Regions from separate parts of the Sus scrofa genome. Here region 1 is linked to region 2. Evidence: chromatin contacts called from public Hi-C data. All regions are on one chromosome and are shown on one strand. Each heading gives the region's core, a stretch centred on a gene start, on an enhancer-like site or on the middle of the called end of the contact. The rest is flanking DNA. Distances are from core to core; before and after follow the strand shown. Region 1 holds the start of THBS3 (thrombospondin-3). Region 2 overlaps DAP3 (28S ribosomal protein S29, mitochondrial).

The links. A called contact is a pair of places that touch in the nucleus more often than the background predicts.
Region 1: a Hi-C map of embryonic fibroblasts shows a contact between it and region 2, with 3 times the contacts expected there. The contact joins the promoter of THBS3 here to the enhancer-like site in region 2. A contact is called at or near these places in 2 of 5 promoter capture datasets (fetal liver and liver), 10 of 47 Hi-C or Micro-C datasets (alveolar macrophages, blood, embryonic fibroblasts and 6 more) and 2 of 2 datasets of contacts at active chromatin or transcription factors (alveolar macrophages and skeletal muscle).

Annotation. Positions count from the first base shown.
Region 1 is chr4:94,610,079-94,615,599 of Sscrofa11.1, reverse strand. THBS3 (thrombospondin-3) reads right to left here and starts at 2,898. Exons shown (of 23, transcript XM_013997018.2): 1 at 2,756-2,898; 2 at 1,550-1,756; 3 at 617-873; 4 at 409-511. The coding sequence starts at 2,834. MTX1 (metaxin 1) reads left to right here and starts at 4,161. Exons shown (of 8, transcript NM_001039750.1): 1 at 4,161-4,255; 2 at 5,511-5,521. The coding sequence starts at 4,175.
Region 2 is chr4:94,271,789-94,277,190 of Sscrofa11.1, reverse strand. DAP3 (28S ribosomal protein S29, mitochondrial) reads left to right here. Exons shown (of 13, transcript XM_021089714.1): 3 at 3,669-3,791; 4 at 5,203-5,304. Among named protein-coding and RNA genes, the nearest start is that of MSTO1, 22 kb to the right of the region's middle. Within about 2 kb of position 3,115, at least 5 of the 83 cell types and tissues checked have an H3K27ac peak or open chromatin away from gene starts, as enhancers often do. A contact at or near this core is called in embryonic fibroblasts, where this site is marked.

The sequences.
Region 1 (5,521 bases), core at 1,649-4,148, 340 kb before region 2:
CCTAAAAAGACTAAAAGATCAAAAACAAACAAACAAAAAAACTGGTTTCGGAGTTCCCGTCGTGGCGCAGTGGTTAACGAATCCGACTAGGAACCATGAGGTTGCGGGTTCGGTCCCTGCCCTTGCTCAGTGGGTTAACGATCCAGCGTTGCCGTGAGCTGTGGTGTAGGTTGCAGACGCGGCTCGGATCCCGCGTTGCTGTGGCTCTGGCGTAGGCCGGTGGCTACAGCTCCGATTCAACCCCTAGCCTGGGAACCTCCATATGCCACGGGAGCGGCCCAAGAAATAGCAACAACAACAACAAAAACTGGTTTCAAAGGGCTGGGAGGTCAAGAGGATGGGGGCACCAAAGATCACATCACAGGATCTGGGGTCCAGGGTGTCAGCTAACAGAAGTTTCTACGTTACCTGCACTGTGGATGGACTCATCCCCCTGGAACGGACACTCACTCAGGGCTCCGACCCGGGCCATGGACCCGCCCAGAATCATTTTCATTGATTCCACGAAGCCCTGGGGGGACAAGAACAGAGCAGGGTGGGAGGACCTACCGACTCCTCCTCCCACTGGTGCAAACTGTTTCCACAGACACTCAGGGGGTCCTCCCTTCCTGCTCACCTGCATCCTCAAATAAGCCTTCTGTCCAGTCCTAATCTCCAGCCCATTGACCTCTGCTGGAGGAATAGGGGCCAGTGCCGGAAGGCCAGCATGCTGGTCGCCCAGTTTGCAGTCCACGTACAGCTGCAGGGCAGGGCTGGGTCTGGACGGGCCTCGGAGTCGCAGGAGAGCGGTGTGTGTGCGCCCATCTGCCAGGCCTGCTTGCTGTAGGTTCACCGCGTGGACTTTGCCATCCTCCCGCTGGTACCGCACCAGCACTGTCCAGAAGGGGAGGTCAGTATTGGCACTGTCCCTTATCCCCTGTCTCCCAGTTGAACCTTGGATAATTTCTTCTGAAAACCACATTTCTAGGACTATCTTTCTTTATTCAGCTATGTATCTCTCCACGCCTTGCACATAAGCGGTACACACTACATTTTTTATGGTCACACCCACGGCACATGAAGGTTCTGGGCCAGGGATTGAACCACCCGTGCCTCACAGCAACCTGAACCACTGCAGGCGGATTCTTAAGGGACCGCGCCACAGTGGGAACTCCTAAATGTTCTTCAAATTGGTTCAAAGACTTGGACTTTCTAACTCTTCCGTGTCATTAGATCACTATATCCCCCGCTACTGTTGCAGCTGGTTCTGTATCCCCAGATCCATTCCAGGGATCTGAGGGACCTCTTTATACCACTACTGGGTCAGAGAAACATGCCTCCCCTCCCCCCAGGCATCCCCACATACAATTCCCCATTCCAACAAATGCCTCACCCTACTGTTTGGGTGCCTGGCCCCCCTAAGGCACTAAGTACCCCTTACCAGGTGCCCCTGGTGCCTGGGCACAGCCTGATGGGTCCATAGTCCCCAGGGGAGCCCAAAGAAAATTAGGAGGGGTCTGAGTGCTCGAAGGAGTCACCATGGCAGGAAGGGAGATGCCCCGCCAGTCACCTTTGTTGATCTTGCCCACAACAGAGGCCTCCAGCCATCGTGTGTTGTCTTGGCGAGAGTAGAGGCCAAAGAGGACACCACCCTGCTTGGGGGGCAGACGGAAGGTGGACAAGAGGTAGATGTCCCCAGCGGTGAGCAGGGCTGTCCGAATCTTCTCCGCCACAGCTACCATCTGCCGGGACTCGCCCAGAGTCAGCAGGTCGATCACTGACCAAGCAGAGATGATTAAGGTCAGACCCCTGTCAAATGCTAAGGCCTGCTCTCTCTGAGCCTTCAGGGGTGGGGCGGCATCCTTCATCACCACCCGACAGTGTTAGTCACCTCCTGGAAATCCAACCCTTGTTGCTGTCAGAGGACAAGGCGTTGTGCCTTCCTTACTGCCACTCCGAGAACCGGCAGGCCTGAGGCTCAACTGGAAATACAGCAACAGCGCCCCGCGAATGTGAGATGCCCCCACCAGGTGGCGCAAAGGAGTCACTGTGTTGATCTCAAGGCAGGAGTAGCACCTGGTGCCCACAGCGCAGAAATAGGAAGGCCGTTTCTCTTCACACGGCTGGGTTTGGCTCTAAATGCCCCTAAATGCTCCTCCTCCCGTCCTGGGGGGTTCAGCACACTCGCTCTGGGTGAGAACAGCTGCCCACTGAAGACTTCGACCCTCCTACTGTCTGGCTCTCTCCCACAGGAACCTGGGACCCAGCTCTCTGCCTCCTGTGTCCTGGCCAATCTGTGGTTTCCCTTCCAGCCTGTAAAGAATCTGTGCCTGTGTCATCTGCTCCAGCTACCTCTCCCACACCCACAGACCCATCCTACCACCAGACCTCCAGGAGAGCCCAGACCTCTTGGTCCCCACCCCCACCCGGTTCTTAGGCAACTAGGAGCCCAAAGGTGGAAGAAACCCACCTTTGAGCTGCTCTCCCAGACCCTGGAGTGTCTGGGGATGCTCAGACACCAAACCAGCCAGGCAGCCCTAGCATCCTGCCTCCTGAGTCCACAGCCCTGGCCTCATGCTGACCCTGGCCAGTTCCCACTCATCCGCCACCTTCTGGTGTCAGCTCCTCCCCACAGGATCATAATTTCATCAACTCTTCCCTCCGGTTCAATTTCAGGACTCTCCCCTCTCCCCTTGCCCACATGTTCCCTGCTACTAGGCTGGGGGCAAGTGGGGAGGAGGCAGAGAGGGGGCTCTGAGAATTGGTACTGGCTTACCCTGCAGGTCCTGACTGGCAGATGCGAAAGTGCAAAGGAAGAGAAGAGCCAGGGCCCCCCGAAGTTCCTGCGTCTCCATGCCGCTCAGCCGGCTCACTACCCCTGGCAGGCAGGCGGCTGGGAGGGGAAAAGGCTAGGCGGAGAGCAGGAGAGGGGGGCGGAGGGACTGGAGGGGGGGGCCGGCAGGCGGTGAGGGGGGGCTGAAACAAAGAGCTGCCAATCACCCTGGAGGCATCCTCAGCTCCGGGAACCAGGGGCACTGAGGAAGAGTCCTGGAGGCCTCCTTGCCTCGCGCCTCTCCCTAATGGTGCTCTCCCCCAGGTGCCTCCCTCTCCCCTGCATCTCGCTCTTGGGGGTTGCTACCGAATGCTACTGTCTTCTGGAAGCCACAGTTGGGGAAGGCAGGCAACTTTGGCAGGGGCAGTGCCAGACAGTGAGCATTATTCCACAGCTGGTACGAGAGAATTCCAAGGGAGTGGCTGAAACTAGCTTGCTATAGTGCCCAGGGGATGCCCACATGGCATGACGTTTGCTCCTCCGACAGAGCAAGTGCTCTTTATTAGGGTGATGGTCCCATGCCTTGTCCCTGTGCTTCCACTTTCCTTCATTACTAGGAAAACCTGGGAGTCTAGAAGAGTCTGGTGGAAACTGGAGGGAAAGTCTACAACAGTGGTCAGTGAGGCTGGAGTGAAGAAATAGGGAAAGGGACGCCAAGGACAGGAGGAGACCAGAGGACAGGCCAGGGGCCGGGGGGCAGACTGAGAACACTTGGGGGTACAGGCAGACAGGCCACGACCCGGATGAAACGGAGGGGCGCCTCGGTTCCCGTTGCCAAGGCAACAGTCCCAGAGCCCCACCTCCCCTCCCCCCACCCAGGCCCCAGCCCGGCCTAGCTTCGGCCTCCGCCACCGCCCCTGTTTTGTTTCCATGGCGACAGGAGGCGCGGGGCCGGCTCCAAACATAACGCGCTGTGGAAAACATGCGGCTCGGGGGACCCCCCCCGCAGCCCCCGCTCGGGGCCGAGCCCTGAGGGGGCCCGAAGCAGCCCAGACCTCTTGCAGATCTGTGAGGGCACCCAGAGCCTGCCCAGGAGCCCAAAGCCCCCTTCTGGGCCCGCTGAGCCTTCAGAGGCTCGGGGCTCCCCTCGGCCAAGGCTCCGGGACTCTCTTAGGCGCGCCGGGATGAAAGCCCTTCCCCCCTTCGCGAGCCGCCTGTGGATCGGACCGCTGCCGCCCTCCCCCGAAGCCTTCGGTTCCGCCCCACGCCGTCAGGCCGCCTTCTGGGCTGGGATAAGCAGCGCCTTCCCGAGGGCCTCCCCCCAGCTCCCCACTGTGAACAGTCGTAGGGGCGGGGGGCGGATCCGCGCGGAGGAGGGCTGAAGCGCAGGGGGAGGTGCTTCCGGGACAAAGGGCGGGCAAGATGGCGGCGCCCATGGAGCTGTTCTGCTGGTCAGGGGGCTGGGGGCTGCCGTCCGTGGACCTGGACAGTCTGGCCGTGCTGGTGAGGGGTGGCGCCAGCGCCCTCTGCTGCGCCCTGGAGGACTGGGGAGGGGGCTCGGACTAGCCAATCACCGGATTTTGCCAGGGCGCCTCAGCACGGGCGCATTGGGGGAAACTGAGGCAATCAAAGAGCGTGCCTGGCCAGTATGGACTCACATACCGTGTCCTTTGCCATTAGCAGCCTAGTTTTTGTTTGGCAATGGAACGGGTGCTGGTCAGAGGTTCAGGAGATGAGTTTTAGTTCTCGCATGTCCATTTATTGGCTGTGTGACCTTGGAGCGATCCCTTCTCTCTGGGCGCTGTTTTCTTCATCCGCTTGTTTACTGAGGCTGGACGATCTCAGAGTTCTCCGACTCCGCAGGTCTCTGCCTTCTCAACCTCCCTCCCTCCTCCTCCTCATTCAACAGCACTGACTGAGGTTATTGTTCATTGAACCAAAAAGCCCACAGCCAGGCTCTGTAGATAGAGCTTTGGAGTCAGACTAGTTCACTCATTCATTCACTCTTTCATTTAATAAGCATGTATTAGGCATCTTACAAATACCAAACATTGGCATGCAAAGATAAATAGCATGTGGTCCCTCCCCTGGTGGTGTTTACAGAAAGGTAGACATGTCAGCAAATAAGTGTAATAAAATGTTCTGGTGCTAAGTTATAAGTATGAACAGTCCATAGAGACTCCAAAGAAAGGCATGGTCAGTGCTTCCAAATGAGGTTAAGTGTTCACCGGGAAATGGCAGGAAAGAAGGTAGAGGAAAGGATTTTTCTGGCTGACTTGTAATCATGGACATGTCCATCATCTCTCTGAGCCCTGTGTTACCCACTGTAAAATGGGAACATAGGAGTTCCCGTTTGGCGGAGTGGTTAATGAATCCGACTAGGAACCATGAGGTTGTGGGTTCGATCCCTGGCCTCACTCAGTGGGTTAAGGATCCGGTGTTGCCGTGAGCTGTAGGTTGTCGACACAGCTCGGATCCCGAGTTGCTGTGGCTCTGGTGTAGGCCGGCGGCTACAGCTCCGATTTGACCCCTAGCCTGGGAACCTCCAGATGCCGAGGGAGCAGCCCAAGAAATGGCAGAAAGACAAAAAAAAAAAAAAAAGAACATAATGTCAACTTTTTTTTTTTTTTTTTTGGTAAGGCAATTATGAAGCATAGGGCATAACACAAAAGGTATTCAATAAATGTTATTTCTTTTCTTGATTCCCCTGTGGGGGCCATGTCCCTGGCCTCTCTGCCTTCTGCTTCCTTCCCTGCAGACCTATGCCAG
Region 2 (5,402 bases), core at 1,866-4,365:
AGAAAGGCTAACTTGCCTAAAGTAATATGGTGTGAAGTTGGTTATCTAACCCAGACTAGATAGCAGGTCTGTCTGACTTCAAAGCCTGTGGCCTTAACCACTGTGCCGTATTCCATTTTGTGGTCCATATTCTTCAGGACCTCAAAGTTCAGTAGTGGAATCATGAATAAATGATTGTTACAGCATGGTGCTGTAACAGCACCCAGGAGAAGCACTTAATGTGGATTATAGGGTCCAAAGGAAATGCTACCAGAGCTAAGTCCTAAAGGATAAGAACTGAGCCAGAAGCACTTAGTCACTTCCATCTAATCATTTAATTACAAATTGGATTCCTGGAAAAGGATCCCTCCCTCCTATAGTATTCACCACCCCCCCAAACCCCAGACTCATGACAAACCTGTATACATAAAATAACCCATTATTGGAGTTCCCATCGTAGCGGAGCAGAAACAAATCTGACTAGGAACCATAAGGTTGCAGGTTCAACCCCTGGCCTTGCTCAGTGGGTTAAGGATCCCGCATTGCCATGAGCTGTGGTATTGGTTGCAGACACAGTTCCGATCTGATGTTGCTGTGGCTGTGGCGTAGGCCAGCAGCTATAGCTCCTATTCGACCCCTAGCTTGGGAACCTCCATGTGCCACGGGTGTCGCCCTAAAAAGCAAAAACAAACAAACACAATAACCCATTATGACCCTACAGGCAGCTGGGTGTTGTTTCAGGTCCTTTCTCATAATAAATAAACAAACAAACAAACAAACCCATTATCATAAAATTAAAATAAAAGCAAAGAACAAAGGGATGGATTCCATTAAAAGTCTACAATTTCTTCTTCCTTATTAGCAGGCGAGAAAGACCTGAGAAAGAACTGCAGAGAAATGTCAGAAGAATTTTATGCTTTTTGTGGATTGGTTTAGAGTAACCTTTATTGGCTCATGAATGCTGTTTTTTGAACTGTGTGATTTTCATCCTGAAACTGTGCAGAGGCAGTTGTACACGTGGTTGTTTTCCCTGGAAATGAGACTAGCTAGGTGATGCCATATATGACATTAAGAAGTAAGGAATCCATTTTGCTAGCTTTTAATGTGCTGCAAAATTAGCGTTTAACTAAAAAGTCATAGGTTTCTTGTAGAAATAGCACCACCTTGTGGCCCTTGAATGTCTATAATTTTCCACTTGACTGCTGCCTTAGAGACATGATACTTTCCAGTAGAAATGAGAAAATTGTATCAGTAGTGGGGTGTATTGTTCAGATCACTATGCTGACATAACAGGCCTTGAATTCACACTGGCCTCGCTCTATACATGATACTGTTTGAGTTTTGTGTATATGTTTTGTATATTTTTTGTTGTTGTTGCTGTTGCTGTATTTCCAAAATGGCTTACAGGCAAAATATGGGAGTAGACATAGAAATAGTTTATCAGGAGTTCCCGTCGTGGCGCAGTGGTTAACGAATCCGACTAGGAACCATGAGGTTGCGGGTTCGGTCCCTGCCCTTGCTCAGTGGGTTAACGATCCGGCGTTGCCGTGAGCTGTGGTGTAGGTTGCAGACGAGGCTCGGATCCAGCGTTGCTGTGGCTCTGACGTAGGCCGGTGGCTACAGCTCCGATTCAACCCCTACCCTGGGAACCTCCATATGCCGCGGGAGCGGCCCAAGAAATAGCAGCAACAACAACAACAACAAAAGACAAAAAAGACAAAAAAAAAAAAAAAAGAAATAGTTTATCAGATATGAATAAAACCTGATCCTTTCTCCAAGTGCTTGTGGCCTAGAACAGGAGACAAAATGATATAAAAAGGATAAAGATTTTGGAGTCAGACAAACTTGGATTTGAATTCTAGTTTCATCAGTTACCCACCCTGTGACCTTAGACAAAGTTAAGTTCCCCAAACCTTGGTTTCCCTCATCAATAAAATAGACATAACATTCTACCTATCTTCTAGGATTCATGGTTCAAAAATAATGTGTGTATAACCCTATATTGCCCAGCATCTTGTAGGTACTCAGTTAACAGAAGCTGTGAATGTAGTCCAAAGCAGAGTAAAAGTGCATGCAGTACAAAGAAAATGCTATCCCTATGGAGGGAAAGATAATTACTTTTGCCTGGAGGTGTCTGGAGAATCTTCACAGAGGATTTGACATTTGAGATAAGCCCTAAAGGATGAGTAAGATTAAATAGGGAATTTGAAGTAGAATGAACAGAAGTATAAAGCCATGAAAATGAAGAACATATTTTAGCATGGTTGTCTGGCTGGAGTATAGAGTTTGGAAAGGCATAGGACTAGAAATGTAGGTTGAACTCCTACCAGTGGCCTTGATTATCATGCTAAGGACTTTGAGACTTATTTTGATATTAGTAGGGAACCATCCAAGCTTTGTTGATTAGCTGAAGGTTAAACGTATTGGGGAGCACAAATCTCCTAGACTATGAAAGATGAAAAGTCAGAGATTTAGAGGTGAAGGTATCAGTTTGGGGGAAAAAATAAAGTTGTTAATGGAGTTTAAGGTCTTCTTGTTAAATGGGTAAGTATTAGGAGAGGTAGTACAAAAACAGTATACCTTGTCTACACTCATGAAGCTGCTTGGTTCAGGCAGCTTTCATATTACTTATTGACCTAGCAAGAGACTCCCTTATTAGAGCCATCTCTCACACCTCCATTCGCCTGATTTTGCTGGCTTCATACTCTAATCTTTGTCTTGTAACTGGCATCTTTTCACTTCTACACAAGGCCTCTTATCCTTGTACCCAGTTTGGGAATTCTCCAGTTAGCTTTTTCTCAGATTTGTCTCCTGAGATCTCATCCTCTCCCCTAACCCTTCCCCACTTCTGAGGTTTCCAAGTGCAGTTCACTGACATGCCTGGAGAGCAGTTTATTTTCACTTAGCTGGATGCTTTACACACTCCCTCATTACATGTCCTTAATAAAGGATTCTTTATTTCAGGGCACAGCTAGCAAGAAAATTGTTGCAGGGAGTGTAATTATACCTATCAAATAGGAACACTGCACTAATCCCCTAATAACTGAGGTCACTAGGATTACTAGACAGCTGGGAATTGTACAATACTGGCCACCATTCATCACTGTGGGCAAGAGCATTAAATGTCGTTTCCTGAGTTAGGTTGTTAATGGCTAGCTATGCTCCTGAACAATCTCTGATGGAATTGTTTCCATATGGGACAGAGCCCAGACATAGCAAGTTGGAACCGATTCACAGTATGAATAATATGATTGGACTTAGAGAACTATAAAGAATAACAGGAATCTGGTTTACATAAAACTAAAATGCATGTTAGTGATATTTTTCCATATGGCAGATATGTCTTAAAACCTCAGTGTCGTAGGAGTGCCCGTTGTAGCTCACTGGGTTAAGAATCCGACTAGTATCCACGAGGATACGGGTTCATTCCCTGTCCTCTCTCAGTGAGTCAAAGGATCCTGCATTGCTATGAGCTGCAGCGTAGGTCTCAGGCGCAGCTCGGATCCCACATAGCTGTGGGTATGGTGTAGGCAAGCAGCTGCAGTTCCGATTCAGCCTCTAGCCTGGGAACTTCCGTATGCCACAGATGCAGCCCTAAAAAGGGGGGTGGGGCGGGGGGAACACCTCAGTGTTGTAGCAAGAATAAAAAGCCTAGTAATTCCAGAACACTAAAATGGTTTCTTTTATAGTTGGACCCTGGACATGTTTTGTATATGGGGACCCAGGCACCCCAAAGCCTTGCTGCTCATCTGGATAACCAGGTTCCAGTTAAGAGTCCCAGAGCTATTTCTCGCACCAGTGAGGATGATCCGGTGAGTTGCTAATGTGCATATGGATTTTTTTCAGGACCTTTAAGTCATTTTACATATCAGGAAAACGGAAACCCAAAGAAGCTAAGCAGATTTAAATATAGTCAGGCAATGTACCTGCAACAGCGTTATGGAACCCCAGTGTTCCCCATCCATCTCTGATACCATGGTAGCATAATTCAGGTCAATCCACATCTATTCTAATTCCTACCATTGAACTCACTTCATGCCAAGGGTTGTGTGGGGCATAGAGTAGGTACATGGTAAATACTTAATAAGTCAGTTCCTTAGAAGTTAAATTAAGTAGTTATTATTGATCTTACTATATGTTGGATTGGCAAATTTTTCCTTCAGGAAACAGATAGTGATTATTTTAGGCATATGAGCCAAAGTGGTCTCTGTCACAACTACTTAGCTCTGACGTAAACAAATGGGTGTGGCTGTGTTACAGTAAAACTTTATTTACAAAAATGGGTAGCCAGCCTTGGTTCACCAATCCTGCTATGGAGAATCCTAAAGAAATTGACTTACTTGCCCAGGATCACATAGCAGGGCAGGTACCAGCCAATCTGGTACTTTCACCTTTCTAAGTGGATTTCCTATGGTGTCTGGAAAGGGAACTAGCTTGATAAGTTGAGAAGAGCAGCATTTTAAAGTGAAGTTTGTCAGCAGAAGCCAGGATTCCAGCAATATCCAGTGTTGCATTTTCTACTTCAGGTCCCATTGGGCTAAATGTTGATTTCTTCTTCCTCAGTGTTATTGTTGCCTTTTATAAGTGAAATTTGTTGTGTGGTCTGTGCTTAAATGTCTTAAATGTGAAGAGAACCAATAGCTTTTGTGTCCCTTTTTGTCCCTACCCCCTGAGTTGCCCCATCTTAACATATGCTGTGCGGGTGGAAGGGGAAAAAAATAAACTCATTGCCCAAAACACCATCTCAGCAGGGTGTGTTTTATTTATGTCTCTAGTGTTCATCCACTTTCACAAGCACAAGATGAAACAGAATAAATGAATGAAGTCATTGAAGTGCCTTTCAGCTTTCCATGTAATTGTAGTCCCTTTATCTGCCAGTTCCTCTGGGGTTTCTATGGCAACAGCAGCATGCAGATGATCTTGTCATGTGACTGGAGCATCTCTATACACAGCTTAGAAGAATCCAGATGGCAAGAATTGTCCCTGCTCTCTCTATATCTAGGGTTTACGTTGCTGAGCAACTGGCTTCATCATTCAGACCAACATCAGCTTTATATACACACTGGATTTGGGGATAACAACGAGGTTTTGCCTAAGAAATGAAAGCTGTCTTTTCCAGCTCTGAGAGAAGTGTTTCCTCAGTATGGACTAGATGACCCTCGCTACTTTTTCAAAGTCTTTGTCACTCTATCCATTATACCTGTTTGCATTTTTATTTCATAGGCCAAGCATAGGGAGCAGCACGAGGGTCAGCACTACAACATATCCCTCCAGGAGCTGAAGACTGTCTTCCCCCATGGCCTGCCTCCTCGCTTTGCAATGCAGGTGCTCAAAACGGGAGGGAATTGGAGGGACCTCATAACACAAGCTGTTGATAGCAGAGGGGTGGGATTCAGTGAGGAGAAAGCTATAAAAGATTTGTG